Regions from separate parts of the Sus scrofa genome. Here region 1 is linked to region 2. A link is a contact called in public HiChIP or PLAC-seq data. All regions are on one chromosome and are shown on one strand. Each heading gives the region's core, a stretch centred on a gene start, on an enhancer-like site or on the middle of the called end of the contact. The rest is flanking DNA. Distances are from core to core; before and after follow the strand shown. Region 1 has its middle 140 kb from the start of RUNX1. Region 2 has its middle 89 kb from the start of CLIC6.

Evidence for each region. HiChIP or PLAC-seq counts read pairs in DNA pulled down with a chosen protein or histone mark.
Region 1: an H3K27ac HiChIP or PLAC-seq map of alveolar macrophages shows a contact between it and region 2. The contact joins two enhancer-like sites. A contact is called at or near these places in 1 of 47 Hi-C or Micro-C datasets (embryonic fibroblasts) and 2 of 2 datasets of contacts at active chromatin or transcription factors (alveolar macrophages and skeletal muscle).

Annotation. Positions count from the first base shown.
Region 1 is chr13:198,774,500-198,779,558 of Sscrofa11.1, forward strand. No RefSeq gene overlaps it. Among named protein-coding and RNA genes, the nearest start is that of RUNX1, 140 kb to the left of the region's middle. Within about 2 kb of position 3,127, at least 22 of the 83 cell types and tissues checked have an H3K27ac peak or open chromatin away from gene starts, as enhancers often do. A contact at or near this core is called in alveolar macrophages, where this site is marked.
Region 2 is chr13:198,336,837-198,341,669 of Sscrofa11.1, forward strand. No RefSeq gene overlaps it. Among named protein-coding and RNA genes, the nearest start is that of CLIC6, 89 kb to the left of the region's middle. Within about 2 kb of position 2,860, at least 20 of the 83 cell types and tissues checked have an H3K27ac peak or open chromatin away from gene starts, as enhancers often do. A contact at or near this core is called in alveolar macrophages, where this site is marked.

The DNA of each region.
Region 1 (5,059 bases), core at 1,877-4,376, 440 kb after region 2:
TACTTTCAGCAAGTGGCTACTTTCAAGCTGAAATGAAACATCTGAAGAACTTAAAAGGAAAAATATGATGAGGAAATAAATCTGCTTTTCACACTGTCTGCCACTCTCCCCAATCTCCTCCCCCCCAAAAAAAAAGAGGGAATAATTCTTCCACTGCCTCATGAGGGGGACACAGTCTTTGGTGATTTCTTTGCCTTAGAATACTATCTACCTAATCAAACTGTACCTCTGACCACAGGGCTGATTGCAGTGTTAAAAAAGCACTACTGATTTATGGAGGACACTGGGAAATGCTGCGTGAAGAGGTAATTCTGCTCAAGGGTCATTATTATTTTTCTTTTTTTGTCTTTATCAGCATTTGGAAGAAAACCAGATATTTTCTTTTCATGAAAGCTGATGACTTCAGGTGGGGAATAAGCAGCTGCGGCAGATGGGCTTTTGAAACACCAGTAAAATATCCTGTCTTCGTATAAATGTTTATGGGAGCAGGAGAACTGAAGAAGAAAAACACAAGCAAAAAGTTGCATGACTCACAGGCCGAACTGCTTCTAAATTAAGCATTTCTCAGAGTTTCCCAGGAGGTTTGTGGAGTGAACAAGCAGCCGAGTCCATGCTAGCATGGTGAGGGCATTTTTAAAATACAAAAAGGTGCATCCAACAGTAAGTCTAGAAAATCATTCTGTTGTTTTTGAGGTTTAAGAAAATATATGTCCAAAGTGAGGCTCTGGGATCATACACACAGCGTCCCAGTCCACACATGGGCAATGGCGTCACTAGTTGTTCTTGGCTGGGCCACCTTGTAGATGATGAGCAGAGGTTGTGCTGGACGCCTCCTGTTGACTCACAGATCTTCCTCCAACAGGGCATCATGAAGTGATGATAATTAAGTTTAATTTTAGACCACGTGTGCCGAACCTGGGAATGTTTTCAAATTCAGAGCGCGGTCCGTTGACTTTGGCACTTGAGTTTTGAAAGGAAGATCACAAGTCCTAGACTACCTACACACTCTTCAGTCTTCCAGAAAATTGCGAATTTGGAACTAATTAGGGAAAACATCTTCTACTGAAACTACCCTGCACAGAGCAGGCACTCCTGACCTTGACTCAGCTTCAAACACAGAAACATCGCCACTTTCCTCTGCGCTCAAGACTTTTCTAGCTAATTACCCAGTGCCTTTTCCACTTGTGGTAAAATTTTCTTTTTTTCTCCCCCCCGCCCCGGCCCCAGTCAAATCTAAAGGGCTTGAGCTTGTTAGGAACTATGTTGGCTTAGTCTCCACATTCTCACTGGGGCTTGCCAATGATGGGCTCACATGGCCTGATTACATGCTGTCAATAGCCGATTAGTTGACTCAACCATTTCTAGGTACATGGTATGAAATGAACAGCAATATGGAAATGAGGCAGTGGTTCCAGGGACCAGAATCATTACTATCTAGAATGTGTTCAACTCTCTAAATGCTCAGGGATCCTATGGTTGAATGAGCTGGCTTGTCCCATGCTGCCAAACTTAACAAGTAACAATATAGGACACCCAATTACATTTGAATTTCAGGTCAACATGGATGACATTTTAGCATACCTACATCCCATGCAGCATTTCATTATTCATGGCTCACCTGAACATTAAAAAAAAAAAAAAAAAAAAAAAGCCTGATGTTTATCAGAAATTTAACTTTTAACCGAATAACCCCTATTTTATCTGGCAGCCCTACAAGATGCCTGTGCTTTTCTGAGGTCCTATTTTATCAAAAACACATAATGAATTTTTTTCCTGCAAGAACTGGGAAATCTAGAGGAAATACATCAAAAACATTTAATTTAAGCAAGAAAATAGCCATTGTGGAGAGGCCCTTCCCAGCCATTGACACACACTGTAAAGCTACACCCTGAAAACCAGAGGGAGGGTAAAATAAAAGCAACATGACAATTTAATGAATCTTGTTGTGACCTAACACTTCCCCTCAGACAGAATCCAAACTCTCTGCCAGTCACCCTGAGGTTCAAGTTCCAGCATCCTCATTTTTCTTTCCTATGTTTCACTGCCTCCTGTAGGGGAAAATAAAGGAAGAGATAAAGGGAGGAAAAAAAGTCTAGTATTTTAATGCACATTTGTTTTGGCATTAGCTGAGTTCTCGAGACAAAAACAATCTCCTGCTTTTAATTCAGTCCATGTGGAACAAAATTGTATGTTGGGAGATCTGGCTTTAAATAAGAACGATTAACAAGTGTTTTTGATCACAGGAAGTCCAGAAGGGCCCCCGCTCCTAAGAATATAATAAACATGGACCAGCAGTCAGACGGTCCATATTGTGTATCAGTCATTTTGCAGCTTCTGCTTTGATGGCAGCAAAGGGAGACAGGCCCTGAGCTCTCTCTGTTGGCGCCATCCATCCCTCCATCCATCTCTCCATCCAGGGGCCTTGCTGTTCAGAGCAGGGCTGCCTTTCCTCCGCCCAGTGAGGCTAGATCGGCTGCCGTGTCTGGGCGAATGGCCACGGCAGGGATGTTTGCTTTAGATAGCCTGCAGCTGGCTGAGTGGGCGTCTCATGCAGACAACACAGGCGCCTCCCACTGTCTCTACCGCTGCAGGCTAGTGGAAGATCTGGGGGCATTTTGATTTATAAAGAGCTTTACATGCCTGGAATTAAAGTTTTAGGAAGCAGAGTCATGATGAATGAGGGTCTTGCTGTCCATCTCAGGGACCCACGCTCACAACAAGGCCTGCAACCCTCTTCCCTTGGTTATTCTAAAGAAGATTCCAGGCAGACAGTATGGAGGATGTGGTGCTCAGATGTTGAGACCTGGTCCTCACTAGGGCGGTAAGGCCAGCAATGCCTGTTCATTCCACAGCCCTCAGATTACACGGCTGACCACAAGAGTGAGAATCCAACCTGAGCGGCTTGCTTGCTGTTTATGTGCTGTCGTTATTCTTACATTTATGATATTTTCAATTTGAGACCATCAAGGGCTGTGAAGGGAACTGTATTAGCTTTTCTGGGCAAAGCCCAAAGTTGATTCTCTCTCTCTTTTTCTTTTCCTTCTCAATTGTTCTCATAGGTACTGAGAATGAACATGTTCTCAGCATGAGGGGTGGGGATTTCTTACATAGACACATCCGAGAAGCCTTCTTTTCTTATCCCAGGCTGAAAATGATTGCTCAACTGGGAGAAATTCTAACTACAACACTTCACTGGGGGAAACGTGAAAACAAAGTGAACCAGAAAAGAAATAGAAACCCAGACTTTTCAGTTCCTGTTTATCCTATTTTTAATCTCAACATCTCAGTGGCTCTCATTCTTGTTTCCCTGGCCTTGCTGGAATTCGTACACACACCTGGCTTTCCATGTGCCTTGGGGACAGAGATGAGACGGGGCTCGACAGGGGGGAGGGCTCTGCCCGGCCCCCCCCCCCCACCGTGGGCTGAACCCACGTCCACCTTGGCATGCATAAGAGGACAGAGGTGCGCGGGAAACATAATCTAAGTTGCTGGGACAAGATAATCTTCCCTCCCTGCATCGCCTGCCTCAGTTCAGAGACTTTGGCAGTCCCAGACCTGTGGGAAGAAAGAAAGTGGGGAAGGGTGATCATGAGACTGTGGTCCAGTGTTCAGACTGACTGGAGGAAGGAGAGAGAGGCATGACCGTGTTCTTGGGTCCCCATGTGTTTTCTCTCCCTCCTGCCACCTCTTCCTTCCTTCTAGTCTTAATGTTAAGCTCCAGTGATACAGAGACAAAAAGACCAAGGGAGTCCTGGCCCTTAGAAACCTTACAAGGAACAGAAAACATTCACCAAGGATGCCTCTGCTGTTCCTCGTAGTGGATGTTGGTACCTGCAGCACAGTGCACTTAAATATGTGAACATATTTTTTCTCTCCTCTGTGACTGCAATTATTCATCCCACTGAGTGGTTCTGTACCTGAAAAAGCGAAGAGCAGATAAAGCACCCCCTGCCGTAACATCTTCTGAAATAATAGAGTCAAGTGCGTAAACTGGGATTGGATTTGATTTTATTTTTTTGTCTTTTTAGGGCCTCACCTGCGGCATATGGAAGTTCCCAGGCTAGGGTCGAATCAGAGCTGTAGCTTCTGGCCTATGCCACAGCCACAGCAACGCCAGATCCAAGACACCCACAGCTCAGGGCAATGCCAGATCCTTAACCCACTGAGAAAGGCCAGGGATCAAATCCTTGTCCTCATGGATACTAGTTGGATTTGTTACGACTGAGCCACGATGGGAACTCCATCAACAGGGATTTTAAAAAAACCTGAGGGGAGAGCAGTGCTGGTCCTCACTTTGGGCTCCCAGAGCATCCTGGGGACCTAGTGTGGGTCTGTCGTCCTGCCCCACCGTAGCCTCTGACGGGAGGGCCACACTGGTTTGTTGCTTCACACCCAGCAGTACCCCTGGCACCTCACCTCTCCAGCACAAGACAGGGAGACCTGGGATGACGCTCTGCCATGGGCCGTTTGTGCCCAGGTCTCCTCCCACCATCATCTCCTATTCAGCACATCTCACAGCCTGGAAACCCAGAATTGCTGTTAAAGGGTCACTTTCAGCCTCTCATCTGCTTGGCCTTTCAGATCTGCAGTCAGCAAACCTCTCCAAGAGCCTTGATCTCCAGGGTGTTGCTGACTTTGCTGTAGTTTCCTGTTTTCCTGGTGGCTTGCTTTTGGCTAATTGACCTGGCATATTACCATGAAGACCCATCACTAGTTTCCATCTCAGAGGAAGAAGGAGGAGGCCATTCAACCTCCATATGGCCAGGTCTACATGTGTTTCTACTATGGACTCCCCCTCCCCCAACCTGGAGAGCTGGAACCTTCTGGAACCCTCTGGAACCTTCTGGGACCTTGTACAGGCGGTTGAGCAGTTGGAACAGAACTCAGTAATGCATTTACTCAGTCCAAGCAGTCTTCAGCTTGAAGACTGCTCATTAGAAATTATTTCACTACATGGGCTTAAATGATTTGAATAGAAATGGACACATTTAATAAAAATGAGCCACTTTACAGAATTATTTCAGGGTTTTGTTCTTTTTTTTTTTTTTTTTTTTTCCGG
Region 2 (4,833 bases), core at 1,610-4,109:
TGAGAGCTCAAGTCAATCACCCGACTTCTCATGCCTCGTTTTCCTCACCTATAAAATGAGGACATCCATAGTCAGAGTGTCACGGAGTGGTTATGCAGCAGGGGAATTTCTATACGAAAGGTGGTGGGTGGAGGCCGACCTTTGGCCCCCGTGCGACAAGGGCTTTGCCTTGGCAGTTGCTGCTGCTAAGTCAGGCCCTGGGTTTGTCTTGGCCTGCCTTGTTTCCATTTTCAATTGAGAATTAAATTTGGATAGACGTTAGTCTGACTGGGTCTGCTCCCTGGACCTTGGCCAGCCAGCTCCGAGTAACGGCAGACAGGGTGGGGTCACTGGGGTTGAGTTACTGGATTTCCACACAAACACACACACACCCCCTCCCAGCCCCCCGTGGTTTTGGGCAATCTGCTCGGTGACGGGCAGCTCTGTTGTCGTAAGACTGGACTTTTCAGGAGAGCTTTTGGGTCACGCTGGGCATCTGTTGGAAAGGCCTATTCTTGGACAGAGTCATTGGCCATGCCGGGAACTGCCTTTTTTTGACCTGTAGCCCCTCGGCCATTCAAAGTCAGGGTGACACCCAGCTCTAGTGGCTGTTGCTCCATTGTGAGGCAACCTGGATTGCTCTTTCCTTCCAATGTTTCTTTCTTTCTTTCTTTCTTTCTTTCTTTCTTTCTTTCTTTCTTTCTTTCTTTCTTTCTTTCTTTCTTTTCAGGGCCTCATCTGTGGTCTATGGAAGCTCCCAGGCTAGGGGTCGAATCAGAGCTGCAGCTGCCAGCCTACACTACAGCCACAACAGTGCCAGGCCCCAGCTGCATCTGCAACCTACACCATAGCTTGTGGCAATGCCAGATCCTTAACCCACTGAGCAAGGCCAGGGATCAAGCCCGCATCCTTGCGGATACTAGTGGGGTTCATAACCTACTGAGCCACAATAGAAACTCCCCATTCAATTTGTAGATTCTCATAATTTTCAACATTCAGTCTGGTCTGGTGTCACAGGGAGTGGGCTGGGAATGGCCTGCAGTGGTTCCCTAGGGCGTGGAGGGGTGGGTCCCAGTCAGCACACTTTGCAACAGTCGGAGAGCAGCTGAGAATGGGCACACTGGTCCAGCTGACTGAATCGCTGCCAGTGGAAGGGACCTCGAGGTGGGGGTCAGTGGGGACGGTGACTGGGGCGGGACTGGCTGGCTGGGGCTCCTCTCCTCTGCGTCCCCCAGAGCTCAGGAAGGTGAGGTGGGGCTGGAGAAGGAGTTTATGGCCAGGGAAGCTCAGAGATGGTCACAAAGGAGCAGTCAAGACCCACTGCGGCGGGGGGGGGGTGTGTTACAAACCCAACTAGTATCCAGGAGGATGTGGGCTCAATCCCTGGCCTCACTCAGTGGGTTAAGGATCCGGTGTTGCTGCAAGTTGTGGTATTGGTTGCAGATGTGGCTGGGATCTGTGTCTGGCTCTGATTCGACCCCTAGCCTGGGAACTTCCATGTGCCACAGGTGCAGCCCTAAAAAAGCAAAAATACATACATACATACAAGTTAATTGAAGAGAGTTCAGCTTGGGGACACACATTTCGTGTGCGTGTACGTGTGTGTGTGTTGGAGCTTTTTTACTTATTTAAAACATGTTATCTAGAGCAAGAAATCCCCAGACATACCAGCCCAGAGCCGTAAACCACGAGAGACCAGACAGCCTTCAAAATATGCAGAGATGGCAACTCCTCATGGGCGAAGCCAGTCATGGGTCTTCGAGCGGACTGAGCTGCCAGCAGCCCCCTGGGGTGACTGGGTTATGATGGGGGACAGTCCCGCAGACCTGGCACTCTGCATCTTGTCAGTGCTGGGCATGACGCCCTTTTCTGAGCGCTTTTTGAAGCTTTTATACCCTGCTGGGCTCTGGGCCTCAGATGCAAAGGGAGTCAATAACTCTGCAAAAAGTCACCAGACAATTTATCCCCTTGGCACCAAGCCTAGAATTCTAATCAGTTCTTGACTGCTTCAAAGTCTTCTTGCTTTGGATCTTCCAAATTGAAAATAAATATCGAGGGCAATTACCTTCCTTTAGCCCTCTGATGTTGAAGATTGGTTCTCATCCATTAATTCAAGAAACTTCTCGTTTCTTTGGGAAGGTATTGGCCCTTGGAACTCTTAACTCAGTATCAACACAGTCCTCTAGGTTTTGAATTTTTTTAAAAGAGAGGATTTATTATACTCTAGGTTAGTATTTTCCTATTTTGAAGAAGTCTTGATCATACCAGACGCTCTTCCAAGGGGTAAAAAAAAGCCGGTTTCTTCCTATTACTGGATGCCCGCTATCCTCAGAGCATCCTCAAGAGGGCAGCAAAGTACAACGTCTGGTCGCATTTCCCGGCTGGGGCAGCCCCTGAACCCTCAGAGCGGATTTGGAACTTGCCTCCCTGCGGGGTGCGGAGCGAGGGGTGAAGAGCAAGGATGGTTACTGGGTTACTGATCGCCTTCTTAGGCAGTTCTCTGGGCTCGCCAGGAAAGCACATCCCCTGGAAGGAAAGCCAGAGCTCCCCCAGTCTCATTTTCAGAGAGCTGCGAACATGACCAGACCTATTAATTACTTAATTGAGGTTCTGGGCTTTGAAGATGAAAAGTGGCGAGTTCTGCTGTCTCCAGTCCGGGGAGCTCTTTCTCGGGGCCCTTCTGAGTCTCGCTTTCAAGTTACCAGGTTCATTTTGGTGACCTTCTCGGGCGATAGGGATAACCCATCCCGCCCCTGTGGGTCAAGGGAGTGTTATCTCCTGAAACCACTTCCTTGAGCTCAAGTCACACTAAGCCGACCACAGCGTCCCAGCAGAGGGCTTGGTCGCACTTAGCGTGTGTCTCTGTCACCGTGCCCTGACCGAGTCACAGGCTCCCAGTGGTGGCTGAGAAGCAGCAGGGGATGCTGGCTCATGAATGACTCTGCTGGGCTGAGACCAACTGAAACGGGGGAGCCTGGTGGCTTTGTGGCCCTGCCTGGGGCATAGAGTCTCAGCCCCATAATTGACTGGCACCTCCGGGCACCAGGCCAGCTTGGCCTGAATTCCCTCATCCCGGGGAAGGGGACAGGGAGAGTGGGAGGAAGAGGAGGGAGTCGCCTGCACACGTGGGATAAAGACACAGGCAATAATGGAAACATTAAGCCGATGCTTCGTTTACAAACAACTTTCACATCCGACGTTATCTCGCGGGAGTCTCTGAAAGGCTGCGTGAAGTTGAGGACGTGCGTGGGAAAAGCGGCCAGCAGGATCCTGGAGCCACAGAAAGAAAAGAGTTGCGGGCAGGAAGTGAGGACCCGGAGCAGAGCGTCTTCCTTGAAAGCCCTCCTTCCTCCAGTCCGCCCTCCCACCCGCCTGTCTTCGGATTAGATGGAAACCTGGTTGTGGTTGGGAAGGCAAAATCCGAAATGCAACCATCCCCGAATTGGGACCCGCACCTCAGATTGGAGCCTTCTTGGGTACAGAATTTAAAATTAATCCTTATCAAGCGGGGCTATTGACACACCCTGCAGCTCCTAGTCATTCTTGCAGATGTTGTAAATACTTCTCCTTTGCATCTGGACTGAAAGGCAAGAGAAATCACTTAGGAAACTACAAAGTCCAGATTCACTACCGAGGGCTGGAGAGAAAAGAAGCCCGCGCTCCAGGGCGGGGTCTTTTCCTGCGCTGGGCGAGCGTGTTTTCTTCCCCAGCACAGGTGTCTTTTCACTGCAGCCCAGGGCCTCGCCCGATTTTGCGTTACCTGATGTTTTGAGGGCCTGAGCACAGTTTCTGTGGCTGGATTATTACAGCCTCAGGAGCAAAACCTTGACCTGCTTCGTTTGAAAGCACCCGGCACAGGTCTGCTTAGGTTGTCTTCCACGCAGGCACGTGGATGCGCCGGTGGACGGAGCGGAGACAGGCAAGGGGCAGATTCATCAAGATAGCTGTGGTTGGTGAAGTCCTTTTGGTTACAAACCACAGAAGTGGATTCTGGCTTATCGATTTAATCAAAGTGAATTGAAAACTGGGGATGCTCTGGAGGGAGACTGGGGTTTCACGGTTCAGAGGGGGTGTTGGTTAAGTTGCCCCTTCCTCGCTCAGCTGTCCCTCTTACCGAGAGATGCCCTTGACACCACAGGCGTCAACTCCTGGTGTCTAGGTTTGCTGGTCCAACCACCAACTCCCAAGAGCCTGGGTCTTCTAAGATCAATGGGGTGTGGCTAGAGGGTCAGTGTGAGTGTGTGTGTATGTGTGTGTGTAAGCGTGCACGCTCGACCTGAGGAGCTTTTCCAGGTTGTGTATTTCATATCATATACTTTCATGCATTATTTTGTATGAAACCCTTTGGGGAGTAAGGGGGAGGTCTTTTTTTTTTTTTTTTTTTTTAATACTGAATGCTGAACTCAGCAGGAGAGAGCCCTGAGCTCTAGAACTTTCTTCATTTAACTCTTTACATATTTCCTACAAGATAGCATAGTTTCTTTAAGGGCTATCATGTTTCTTTTTTAAATTTTTTTTCAGGGTCTTTTTTTGTATTTTTTAAATTATAGTTTATTTACGATGTTTTGCCAGTTTCTACTGTACAGCAAAGTGACCCAGATATATATATATATATATATATATATATGTGTATATATATGTGTATACACACACACATATATATACATACATTCTTTTTCTCATATCATCCCCCATCATGTTCTATCCCAAGAGACTGGACACAGTTCCCTGTGCTATACAGTAGGACCTCATTGCTTATCCATTCTTTTTTTTTTTTTTTTGTCTTGCCTTTTCTAGGGCCGCTTCCCACAGCATATGGAGGTTCCCAGGCTAGGAGTCTAATCGGAGCTGTAT